Regions from separate parts of the Mus musculus genome. Here regions 2, 3 and 4 are each linked to region 1. Evidence: chromatin contacts called from public Hi-C data. All regions are on one chromosome and are shown on one strand. The core of a region is the stretch at or near the end of the contact, and the rest is flanking DNA. Distances in the headings are between cores, read along the strand shown.

Region 1 (2,700 bases), core at 98-2,597:
ATTGCGATCGCTATTTATTTCCTTACCTGAGATGCCAGGATCATCCTGTCAGGAAAATAAAGAGCCCAATTAGGGGAGTGCTCATTTGTGGCTATTGATCAACTTTACAAAAACTGCTAAGATTTCCAAGCAAAACAAGAGGTTCTGAGGGCACTGAGCAAGGTCAAGCGAGTGGGAAAGAAAAAAAAAAATCTCTGTTAGTGACAAGAAAGCATTTCACCTGTGGAGTAAAAGGCTCCTGCCCTTGGGAGCTAGACTCCACCCCAGGGCCAGCCAGCCTGCCCTCCCGTCCAAGCCTCTCAGCCTCCCTGTTTGGCATCTCTCGGTATTACCAAGCTATAAATTGCCCAGGAGCTTAGAGACAATCAGGTCACGGCTGCTCTCACGAGGGAAAAGCTTCTTACTTCCGAGCAGAAGGGTTCAGCTAGGAAGAGGAGGGAGAAAGCCCTTTAGTCCCCCACCGTGCGGGCGGGCAAGGGGTGAAGAGAGACGGAGACAGGGGGGGGGGGGGCGAGCACAAGCCCAAGAAGGTGGAAAAAGCGTGCCTAGCAAGGTCGCACTTGACCCAAGTCTCCAAACTTATTGGTCGCTGCATGGAAACTCCCTGGGCGCTCGCTCCATTGCCTAGCAGCTGCAGCTGGGTGGAGCCTCGCTCCTCCGCCCCACCTATGGATGGACCTTGCATACAGCTCTGGTCCACCACACCCTTCCTGGGCGGTCTCTAGACATCTAGCTGCCCTGACATTATCGGAGCCTGGCTTCCCACTCGAGTTCAGACGGAATGATGTGACTGGTCTCCCAAAGCAAGAAGGACCACCTCTATCTCAGTAGTCCTGCTTCCCCACAACTCCGCGGTGTCAAATGGCCAAAGACAAACTTCTGCCTCTCTCGCGTCCCAGCTCCCACCTTTTCAACCTAGAACTCACACATATCGAAACTCCTAGGATGCTGTGTAGATCTGGGCATGCTCAGTATCAAGGCAGGTTTTGATTGAAAGTTAAAAAAAAGCTTTGTATTAGGCTTGCTTCTTATCCAGTGCTTATGGCTTACTGAACAGGTTGAGGGCATTCCCGAGTCTACCCACCGGGTCTAGAAAATTATCTTTTAGTGTTTTCTCTTTGGGATCTGGTCTCCTCTTAGTTCACCCCACCCCCGCCACTCTCCTAAACCCCTCTCCTCAGGTCCCTGTCCGCTGTGGGGATGGAGAGACTCTAACAGTACTGGGCTGGGCTCCGTTGCCTGAGAGGAGCCACCTATTATCAGTGCTCTCTGATTGGCTCTTCTGAGCAGCGTACCTTGGTTGGAACCAATCAAGAGCCGGGGCCGGGAGATGATGGGCGGCCGCCTCCTCACTGGAGGGATTCCTGGAGAAGCTGCAGTGTGGGGATGCTCTGACCGAGTTCAGCCCCCAGTGTCTTTCCTCCTCCTCCTCCTGCAGCGACAGCATCCGCAGTTAGCAGTGGGCAACTTGAGGCTGTAACCGGGGCAAGCCCCCAGGGTCCTGCTCACCCAACAGGGGGCTCAGGTCCCCGAAGGGGTGTGTGCAGGGCGGGGGCGGCCAGCTGGGACCAGCTGGTGGCCCTAGAAAACCTCACCCACACCCACACCCACACACCCCTTTTGTGTTGCAGGCTGCCCCTCTGAGAGCGGAGGCAGCGAGAGAGTACTCGTGTGCCTCGCACCGGTCCGCGGTGAGAGCAGCGGGGACCAAGACTCGCACCATCTCCCGGTCGGTCCTCGCTCCAGGTAAGGCAGCCCCACTGGCAGCGCGGCCACCTCGGTGGTACCTTGGTACCTCTGCGCTTCAATCTGTCGAAGAGACGTAGGTACACTTGATTTGTGGCGATGGGAGACCTAGGGAGGGATCCCCCCGTAAGCCTATTGTGAGAAATGCAAGACCACAAGTGCATCTCCGGGGAAAGCACTTTGCACAGGGCTGGTGATTCAGAACCAGGAGTTGATGTTGGGCATCCCCCATCTTCTTGCTTCTTCCATTCTCTCCTCTGTCCTCCACCCCCCAGCCCCCTCTCTCCTCCCCCTCCTCCTATTCTAAGCCAGTACAGCCCCCCACCCCCAACGGGGGGTGGAGGATTGTCTTTCTTACAGGGAAGAAGGGCAGTGAAGAAGAGAAAAAAGATTTCTTTCTGTTGGAGGGAGGATAGATTGCAACCCCGTGTGAAAATATGAGTCCAGGAAGGGATGAAACCACACAGGGAATTAAACTGAATGAGAGTAGACAAGGAGACCAGCTTCTGCTCTCAGAAAGGAAGTGTCAAATTTGAATCCATCTCCTCCTTGCAAGAGGCTACAAATGGAACAAAAATAACCCAACACTCCAACCCACTTTCAACTGCTTAATTGCTGCTGCTCTCCTGTGCCTGCTATCAGAATCTTCTTGTTTGCATCTGTCCTGTGGGGCTGACAGTTTGGGATAGCACCTCAGGGTCACTGTCTGAACTTTGAGGGCTTGTTGAGTTTGTAAAAATTAAAACTAGATCATCACCCTCCCGAGATTTACCCAGGTAGCCTTTATAGTGGGAGGGTAATAACATGGGAAGTTTCAAAACCTTTCCAAGTGACACCAGAATTATCAGGAGACTTGACTTTTACTTTGATCTTGCTAATCTGGTTAGCCTCTGTGGACTGTGGACGTGTTGATGTCCACTTCCCTAACCTTAACCCTTTGGTGAAACACAGGAA
Region 2 (2,700 bases), core at 145-2,644, 140 kb after region 1:
CCTGTTGGTACCAACTAATTTCTACAAAAAAGAAGGGGGGGGGCTTGGAATCAGATTCAACCTAATTTTGTTTTCATTTTGTCATTTTGAATCATCACTTCTTTCATAGGATTAATTTCTCTTTTTTTTCCATTTTAAACTAACAGTTGTCAGCATCTTGAAGGATATCCACTATCGAGAGAACCTGTCATGAGCAAGAGTCATAATAAAACAGGGGTGGAGGTATAGATATGTGGTACTATGTTTGCCCTGCATGGGTGAGATCCGAGGTTTAGCACATAGGACAAAAATTTAAAAATAAAGTCATAATAAAATTGTTAGCCTGCATTGTTAGAGAAACATTTTTGATAGAACACCATTTTCAGTATCTCCAAATGGATAATGGTCCTGCTTATCAGAATGTAATATTTTAGTGCATGTAATGCATATATGTGCATATATATATATATATATATATATATATATATATATATATATATACTTATGCATGTTTGACTTTTAGATATTGGTGATGCAAATGTATGCTAAAAATAAATGAATGTCTGAGAGTAAAACAGTTACAAACTTGCCTGGTTTTGGTCCCCAAACTGCCAGTTAAATAAAGAAATATCATAAAGATGATGCTAACTTCTGTCATGTATTTCAGCTAATTCTCCTTTCTCTTATATTCTTAACAAATTTCATGATTTGGCTATAATGGGCCTCCGTTTCATGATTATTTAGATGAGAGCTGTAAAATATTAAGCTGTACACAAAATTTGCCATCACTGTTATAGTAACATATATTAACATAAGTCAATGTATGAAGTTTCAATAGTATATTATGCTTAAGATATGTTTTGCTGCTAGCTGAAGGCTAAAGATAATAGAGATTTGATACTGCTATTGGTTTTGAATCGTGCATTAGACTAGCAGGGATTCTTGATAAATACAGGATAAGAAAGGAATGTGGCATGATTCTATTTGTGAGGAGACCCCAGGTCATCTTCCCAATGTTTCTATTTCTAGTTTCTCTAAGCTCCTTTTCTTGTTTTGCTCTGTGACACCATTATAGTGCTACACATATTATTTCTGTGGTTAGATTTAAGGAACTGGAGCAGTCAGGTGTTCAGGAGCATCCAATTTTACAGTTATAAGTAATAAACACAACTGACCCTAAAATCCTTTCCTTTGAAGAGTGACACTAGCTTGGAGAAAAAGAGTGCATGTAATGTCAGACTTTCAAACGCTTGTACAAACCATGATAGTTTACTGTTTGTGAAAAGAAACCCCATGAAGTCATTGGAAAGTATCCAGAAGCCCTAGAGAGGCCCTCAGAGAAAACCTCCTGGCTATGTGATCACAACCAAGCTTTCTGGCAGCCCTCTGAGTCCTAACAAACAGTGAGCCCTTTCCACGAAGGTGCTAATTTTATCTGCCCTACATTCCATTCCAAGTCTTCTCATGCAGGCAAGTGGTGACCACATATGAAGATGACTTACATAAGCATAGAAATTAAAGCAGTATTTACATGTATCATCCAGGGGTTCGCTCCAGAGTTGCTAGTGCAGCAGTAGTGCCAACAGGTAATACCTGTTCGTCTAAACTTGCCAAGGCCAAAGGTTGCCTATAAACCAGAAATGATTTCCTGAATGCCACATAGTTGTAACATACAGTGAGGATAGCAAGAGAACGCAGAAGTGATACTCTCCTCTCGTGATGCCTAGGTGATAAATTTATCTATAGAGAAGCCAGCTGTCTTCCTATGACTGACTGGTAGCAGTTCAGGCCCATTGGTTTGGCTGTTCATGTCATTCGGCTATTAGGAAGGATGAGCAATATTTGTTGCCCTCTTCCGAGTGACCCTGGAATGGCATCCATTCCATTTTGTATATTTCTATGCCTATGTCTTCTGGTATGTTGCTATATGTTGCTTTTTTGAGCACAGAGGGGTATCAGAAATGTTCTATGGTAAGATTAGGAGATAAAGAAAGGTATTGTGAGAAACCTCCAGCTTATCACTTAATAGGGATGATGTATTGGAAGATGAGGAGGACCAGGCGACAAAGTCCTCATTTTCTCCATGATGATGAATGTCAAAATTGATGGTGATATTATCTTGGTTAGTTTCTTTAAAGTCCAGTTATAGGTGGTTAAAATGTGTTTCAGAAACAAGTGAAGTCAATTAATTAATAGTTCCTGACATTTCGTTATTTGGTACATTTTTAGAGCCACCAGGACAGTTCTATAAAGAAAAGAAGTAATTTGCATCCACACAAATGTATCCCTAGCTCCTGGGCGCATTAACATTTCAGCTTGTGAAATTTTTGAGCATTTTCAGCCTGAGATTATTCATGGTTACCTTGTTGGCCATTTTTCAGCAAAAGGGCTGTCGCTACTGACAGCCTGGCAGGAAGCCAAGGGGAACTGGCCTGGGAAGAGATTCAAGCTCCTCCTCCATAGGTGAGGAGAAATCCGGTGACTAAAGATAACTATGATTTAAACTCAACTACAGTTCGCAGGCCTTCTCCAATCTCTCCTGCTCTGCAATGCCGCTGTAATTACTCTGGGCTATGTTGACCTCTCTGCACTTCGTGGCTCATCATTTATGCAGGAAGGCTTGAAATTAAGATGTTCTCTGTAAGGCCATGTGTAAGTTCATTCGTTAGCTCATGAAAACTATTTTCCCAGGAGTGAAAAAAAAATATGTTTTATGTAGTT
Region 3 (2,700 bases), core at 110-2,609, 180 kb after region 1:
CATGCAGTGTGTTGTTTGTTTGTTTGTTTGTTTGTTTGTTTGTTTGTTTATGTATATAAAAGCTTCCATACACATAGTCACTAATGACCTGGATAATGTCCTGTTTTCTAGCAATATCGGCTTGTTGCTTGTTGTTCCAAGAATACAAACATGAACCAGAAGAATTCTAACCAAATCCCTTAGGATTAGAAAAAAAAAATCTGTGCTAAGAGCATTACTACTCAGCCTTACAACTATGTCCTAGCCATGAGTTTTAGCATTTCCGTCAGATGTGGTGCAAGAGAGAAGGCTGAGAGTGTATCAAATTTTTACAGTTTTGACATGTAAAGATTTGGGCTAGGGCTTCTGCTATGAGTTCCTTGACTTAGATCTAAAGGGATGGCATTTGCATATAACCTCCATGCGAGATTGTATATTGTGCTCTAACTCCGACCCTACATGAGTATCTAACAGGATGCTATAGTAGTGAATGCTTAGGTAAGTATCTACATAAGAACAAAGACTTGACATATGTAAAAAAATAAAGTTTGCACTTAAATGTTTATTGTTGTCATTATTGAAAATAAGTATATTTTAAAAAGCTTTAGAGCTGCTGCTTTGAAATCCCCAGTATAATATGGATGGTTCTCTGCCTGCTTAAATAAAAGGCAAACAAGTGTTCCTGGTGTCTAAAGCATCGATGGTTTGGCTTATTTTGTACGTATTCATAAGCTCTATAAGTTATTGGATAGCTTGCTTTCTGTCTACAGCTACCAACAGCAATTGGGAAGTATCCTTTCCTCTTTGTCAAGCCTACATAGATGAAAACAGCCATAAAACCTCCTCAGTTTTATTGGCTTTGAGTGTATCTAATATTTTATAAAAATATATAAATATACCAAAACAGACATTATTTTTTGAGTTTTAAGCCAAGTCATATAACAAGCAAACCTGAATACAAGAAATTAGCTGAGTGGATTTAGTAGTTTGCTCTGCCTTACTTCTATCAACATGCAGATAAATGGTGAACACTCCACAGTAATAATGCAGCCTGTTTTTGTTTCATTTTCTCTGTGGATTAAAGAGAAGGCATTTATACATGAAAGAGACTGAAATTGCCTACCATAAAAATACTGTACACACCCACATTCAGAGCATGGGTTATGTATAAAACAGTCTTTTGTCCCCTACAGTGGAGCAAGCTTGCCCATTTATCCTTGTGACAGATATGCATATGAAACCAAAGCCCTGTAGAGAGCATAAGCCACCAAAGCTACTTAATCCTTTCACACTATCCCTTAGAGAAGCATGACCCTCTGTGAGTAACACTGTTAAGTGCGCGTAACGTCAAATCTTCTCTTGTATTTTAACAGAGTGCGTTTTTTCCTATCACACTTTCCAGTCCCTTATAAAGTGCTGCGCGTCACTGCAATTTTAACATGCATACACATAGAATCTTGTTTTAGGTTTCACATCAATAAAATGCGGCAGGGTATTAGGACGGTCTACTGAGATTTTACATAAAGTGACTGTGGCTTGAAATCGTATGTTAAGAGTTGGCCAGGTAAATCTAAGTGATTTTTAACATCAACGTAGCTCATAAATTTTACTAGAAAACAGTTGTGTTTCAAGCAGAGATGAAATGAAAGCAGCCCTCGGAGACTAAACAGATGCAGGGAGTGTGGCTCGGAAGGTACAGCTGTCACTTCAGATCTGTTCCACTCAGCACCTCCATGAGCCAGGAGCGGGAGAGGCTGTCACCATGATATTTGCATCGTTCCATTGAGCAGACAAGGATGCTTATGGGGAACCTATTTTTAAATGTTTTGTTGTTTCTTGGTTTTGAACATCCACATTCTGAGAACTAAAACTGATGAGAACTTGGAGTGGAATGTACTTATGCCTTGTACCATTAACATTTCAGTTATGGGCTCCTCGCTTGTCAAACCAAGTCAGAAATTCTTGATTAAATTATTTAGTGCATGAAGGCAGTCCTGATATTGACACTTGGAAAGAAAGGACTTTAAATTCTCATTCTCTGAGACTAAATTGAGTGCAGTATATTTAATATACTAATGTGTACTTCCTTTTATTCTAATATTTTACGGGTTTATATATCTGGATATATGTGCATTTATAGATATAGCCAATGTGCTGTAATAGGATTAGGTGATTTCTAAATCCACTATTAAGGTCTGAAAAATAGAAAAATAGTTATAATATATAGTAGAATTTCTAGCTCCAGGGAAAAATGTAAGATTTCAGGTCAAACTTTCTTACTTTCATTTTTAAAACACTCTATGAGGAGCATAATATTCTAACTTATGTTTTACAGAATGACTATGTAAATTATCCACATCATACTGGTCAAACTCTCAAATTGTTTAAAGTTCTATTTTCTCTTGCACTACATTGTACATACAAAATATTCATGATGATGCCATGTTTTATACTTAGATGGACATATTGCAGGAATCTAAATTAGAAATACTAATAAAGCTAACGTCCTATTTAAGATGGTCTCAAGTAATTTTATGTACTCTTTTTCTTTTAGATTGAAGAAAGGAGATTCCAAAAGGAACAAAAAAACCCAAATACTCCAGACTACCCCAGCAGAACAGTAAGTGCTTTAGTGTCAAAATAATTACATGAGACCTTCTGCACAATTAGATCATCTTTTGCACAAATATTTACCTTCCTAATTTTTAGGATTAGAAAACA
Region 4 (2,700 bases), core at 196-2,695, 240 kb before region 1:
GTCTTTGTTGGCTTAATTGTGGAGTACAGCAGCAATCCCACCTCTGCTCAAAGGACAGGCAGGCAAAAAGAATATTTAATTCTTTCCTTTGATAGGATTGTGCTTCTGGACAGGGGTTTACTTGTGTCTGGTATAACAGGATATTCAAACTTAATCTAATGTTAGCATAGTAATTTTCTTATTAATATATAATATTTCATGTTTATTTATTGTATATATAGGAGTATGGGTGTTGTTCACCCCACATGCAGGTGAGATAATAATCTTTGGAAGCTGACTATATTCTTTGTCATATATACTTCAAGGATTGAACTCAGGTCACCAGAGTTAGAGGCAAATGTCTTTATCTGCTATGTCACCTTACTAGCCCATGTTTTTGAAATTATGCACATCAGAGAAACAGCTTTCTTAAGCCAGATTCTACCAACTAAATGGTAATTTTCACTCAGGTCCTATTGTGAGCTATGGGATCCATCTTAGATATCATGGATGATCCAGCTTGCATATAGCATCCCTTTCTCACCTGGAAGACCCTCAGCCATTAGACAAATATATTCTGGAGAAATCCTAGGTATGCAAAAAGCCAAAAGAAGTCTCCAGTAGAAACTCAAGTTTTTCACCTATAAATCTTGCTTTACATGTATGTATGCAATAGTAGTATGCGAACAAAAGAGGGCATGGATTTAAAGAAGAGCATAAAGGGGTACATGGAAGAGTTTAAAGGGAGGAAAGGAAAGGAGAAATGCTGTAATAAAATTATAATTTCAAAAACAAAAATGAAAAGCAATAAAGAAAATGATGTCTGTTAATAAAAAGGAACACAGCCTCCATTTAACAGTGTAGTCCCTTTACTCTAGGTAAGTTTAATAATCTCTCTGCTGGTTACCACCATGTCATAGATGAGAGACTGAGGGCCTCTAGAAAAGCCATTGCCTCCAATTTACACCCAAATAAATGGCAGAGCGCGTGAGTCTAAGTGCAGGACTTGAGTTCTTACTGACATACTGGTTACTCCTCTGATAGCCCAGATTGATCTTTACAGTGAAATTCTCTACAGAAATCCCAGAGAGTATCTCAAGCTTGTCTGTGTTGCATGTCTGGTCATCAGGAAATTAAACGGCCTAAGTGGTTCAGGCCTTGTCACCATGGGGCATGTATGACTGACAGATAACCTTTCAGGGTGATTCATTGCCTCGGAAAGCAGGCTCTGGTATTGTACAGTGTATCAGATAGGAAAAACAGGCTACAAATCGTAAGGCATCAACATTCAAAATGTGCATCCCGGAGGAAAATGGGAAATAAACAAGTCCCTAGGAACACAGAAGTGGAGTATGTATGACTGGGAATATGCCATCCAGTCCTTTGACAAAACAATCATGAGACATTTTAGAAGCTGTGAAAAATTAGTATTTTCGTTGGCAATTAAAAATCAGATATATTGTAGTCTGCTCAATAAAGACAAGCAAAAAAAAAAGTCTTGAAATTGCATTGTAGACAATAAATATTTAAATATCTCTGAGCATAGGTCTAGCTGCTTATTCATATAATATCAACAAATGTGCCACTCTGTTAATTCGATCTTTGTAAGCAATTTTAAAGTCATTGATTTCTACTGCCTCTACTCTCAGTCTGGTTTCTAATTCAATATATTCAGAACTTGCTTATCCTCCTAACTGATACCCACGCCTCCTTCCTATGTTCCAATATTATGGAAATGAGAGGAGTCAGAGTACAGCAGAAATGAATATGAAAATTAAGGCCTGAATTATATATATATATAATGTGTATACACACACACACACAAAGCTTCCATTGAAAAACAATGTTTTCATTTAAAATTTAATACATGTCTCAGTATATGCGTACATTAGTTACTTTTCTATTGCTGCGATAAAATAACATGACCAAATATAACATATGGAGAAATGGCTTTATTTTAGCTTCTAAGATGTGTCATGCTCTCTCTCTCATTCAAATCCAATCCAGCAAAGTACTTCTTTTCTACAGAGGGATGCTTCATAGTACTAGCTAAGGAGCAGGATTTAATCTTTGTCTTCATGATCTTTTGTTTGGTTGTTTTAACTTTTTTATTAATTTTTTTATGAGTTTCATAGCATGCACCCCAGTCCCCTCATCTCCCTACCCCTTCGTATTTGCTCTCTTCCCTTGCAACTCCAAAAGATTAATAATAATAATAATAATAATAATAATAATAATAATAATAATAATGTTAAGACAAAGCATTGAAAACATCTCATCATCAAAGCTGTAGTCTGTCACGGCGTGTTCCATAGTATGCACATTTGTCCATGCATCTTTACTCACAGATGTTTTTGGCAATGAGTCATTGGTCTGGTTCCAGGCCTCTGGCTTCTGCTTCGCTATAAATACTGGGTCTCCACAGGGACTCCTGTCAGGTATCCTGTTGTTGCCCTGTGTCTTGGAGATCCCTGAGCAATGGATCTGTTGGCCTCTTCACACCCTCCAGCAATTCATATATGAGGTAGATTTGTGGCCAATTTAAAGCCCTGGAGGTCCATGATCTTTTAAGTCCTCAGGGGCTGTTGTAAGCACTTTATATCCAAACTCAGACAAGGAAAGAGATGAGTCATGGAGGACTGCACAGAGGGATATTTATGAATGCCTCCTAAAATGGTTATACATCGTTTTCAACTATAGTCACTTTATCACAAGACCTAA

The links. A called contact is a pair of places that touch in the nucleus more often than the background predicts.
Region 2: a Hi-C map of olfactory sensory neurons shows a contact between it and region 1, with 3 times the contacts expected there. The contact joins the enhancer-like site here to the promoter of Syt1 in region 1. A contact is called at or near these places in 5 of 39 promoter capture datasets (the 3T3-L1 cell line, 3T3-L1-derived adipocytes, the SN4741 cell line and 1 more), 5 of 484 Hi-C or Micro-C datasets (the N1E-115 cell line, brain, cerebellar granule neurons and 2 more) and 3 of 9 other capture datasets (adipose tissue, liver and pancreatic islet).
Region 3: a contact with region 1 is called in a Hi-C map of the N1E-115 cell line, with 6 times the contacts expected there. The contact joins the enhancer-like site here to the promoter of Syt1 in region 1. A contact is called at or near these places in 5 of 39 promoter capture datasets (the 3T3-L1 cell line, 3T3-L1-derived adipocytes, the SN4741 cell line and 2 more), 3 of 484 Hi-C or Micro-C datasets (the N1E-115 cell line, cortical neurons and rod photoreceptor), 1 of 115 datasets of contacts at active chromatin or transcription factors (forebrain) and 2 of 9 other capture datasets (adipose tissue and liver).
Region 4: a contact with region 1 is called in a Hi-C map of the N1E-115 cell line, with 3 times the contacts expected there. The contact joins the enhancer-like site here to the promoter of Syt1 in region 1. A contact is called at or near these places in 7 of 39 promoter capture datasets (the 3T3-L1 cell line, 3T3-L1-derived adipocytes, the C10 cell line and 4 more), 4 of 484 Hi-C or Micro-C datasets (the N1E-115 cell line, cerebellar granule neurons and cerebral cortex), 2 of 115 datasets of contacts at active chromatin or transcription factors (embryonic forebrain and neural progenitor cells) and 1 of 9 other capture datasets (adipose tissue).

What each region holds. Positions count from the first base shown.
Region 1 is chr10:109,009,622-109,012,321 of GRCm38.p6, reverse strand. Syt1 (synaptotagmin I) reads left to right here and starts at 1,347. Exons shown (of 11, transcript NM_009306.3): 1 at 1,347-1,746.
Region 2 is chr10:108,867,120-108,869,819 of GRCm38.p6, reverse strand. All of the region lies in intron 2 of Syt1 (synaptotagmin I), which reads left to right. Among named protein-coding and RNA genes, the nearest start is that of Syt1, 140 kb to the left of the region's middle. Within about 2 kb of position 1,394, at least 8 of the 459 cell types and tissues checked have an H3K27ac peak or open chromatin away from gene starts, as enhancers often do. A contact at or near this core is called in cerebellar granule neurons, cerebellum and olfactory sensory neurons, where this site is marked.
Region 3 is chr10:108,831,005-108,833,704 of GRCm38.p6, reverse strand. It overlaps Syt1 (synaptotagmin I), which reads left to right. Exons shown (of 11, transcript NM_009306.3): 3 at 2,534-2,599. Among named protein-coding and RNA genes, the nearest start is that of Gm5136, 130 kb to the right of the region's middle. Within about 2 kb of position 1,359, at least 14 of the 459 cell types and tissues checked have an H3K27ac peak or open chromatin away from gene starts, as enhancers often do. A contact at or near this core is called in the N1E-115 cell line and rod photoreceptor, where this site is marked.
Region 4 is chr10:109,249,641-109,252,340 of GRCm38.p6, reverse strand. No RefSeq gene overlaps it. Among named protein-coding and RNA genes, the nearest start is that of Gm23041, 120 kb to the left of the region's middle. Within about 2 kb of position 1,445, at least 1 of the 459 cell types and tissues checked has an H3K27ac peak or open chromatin away from gene starts, as enhancers often do. A contact at or near this core is called in the N1E-115 cell line, where this site is marked.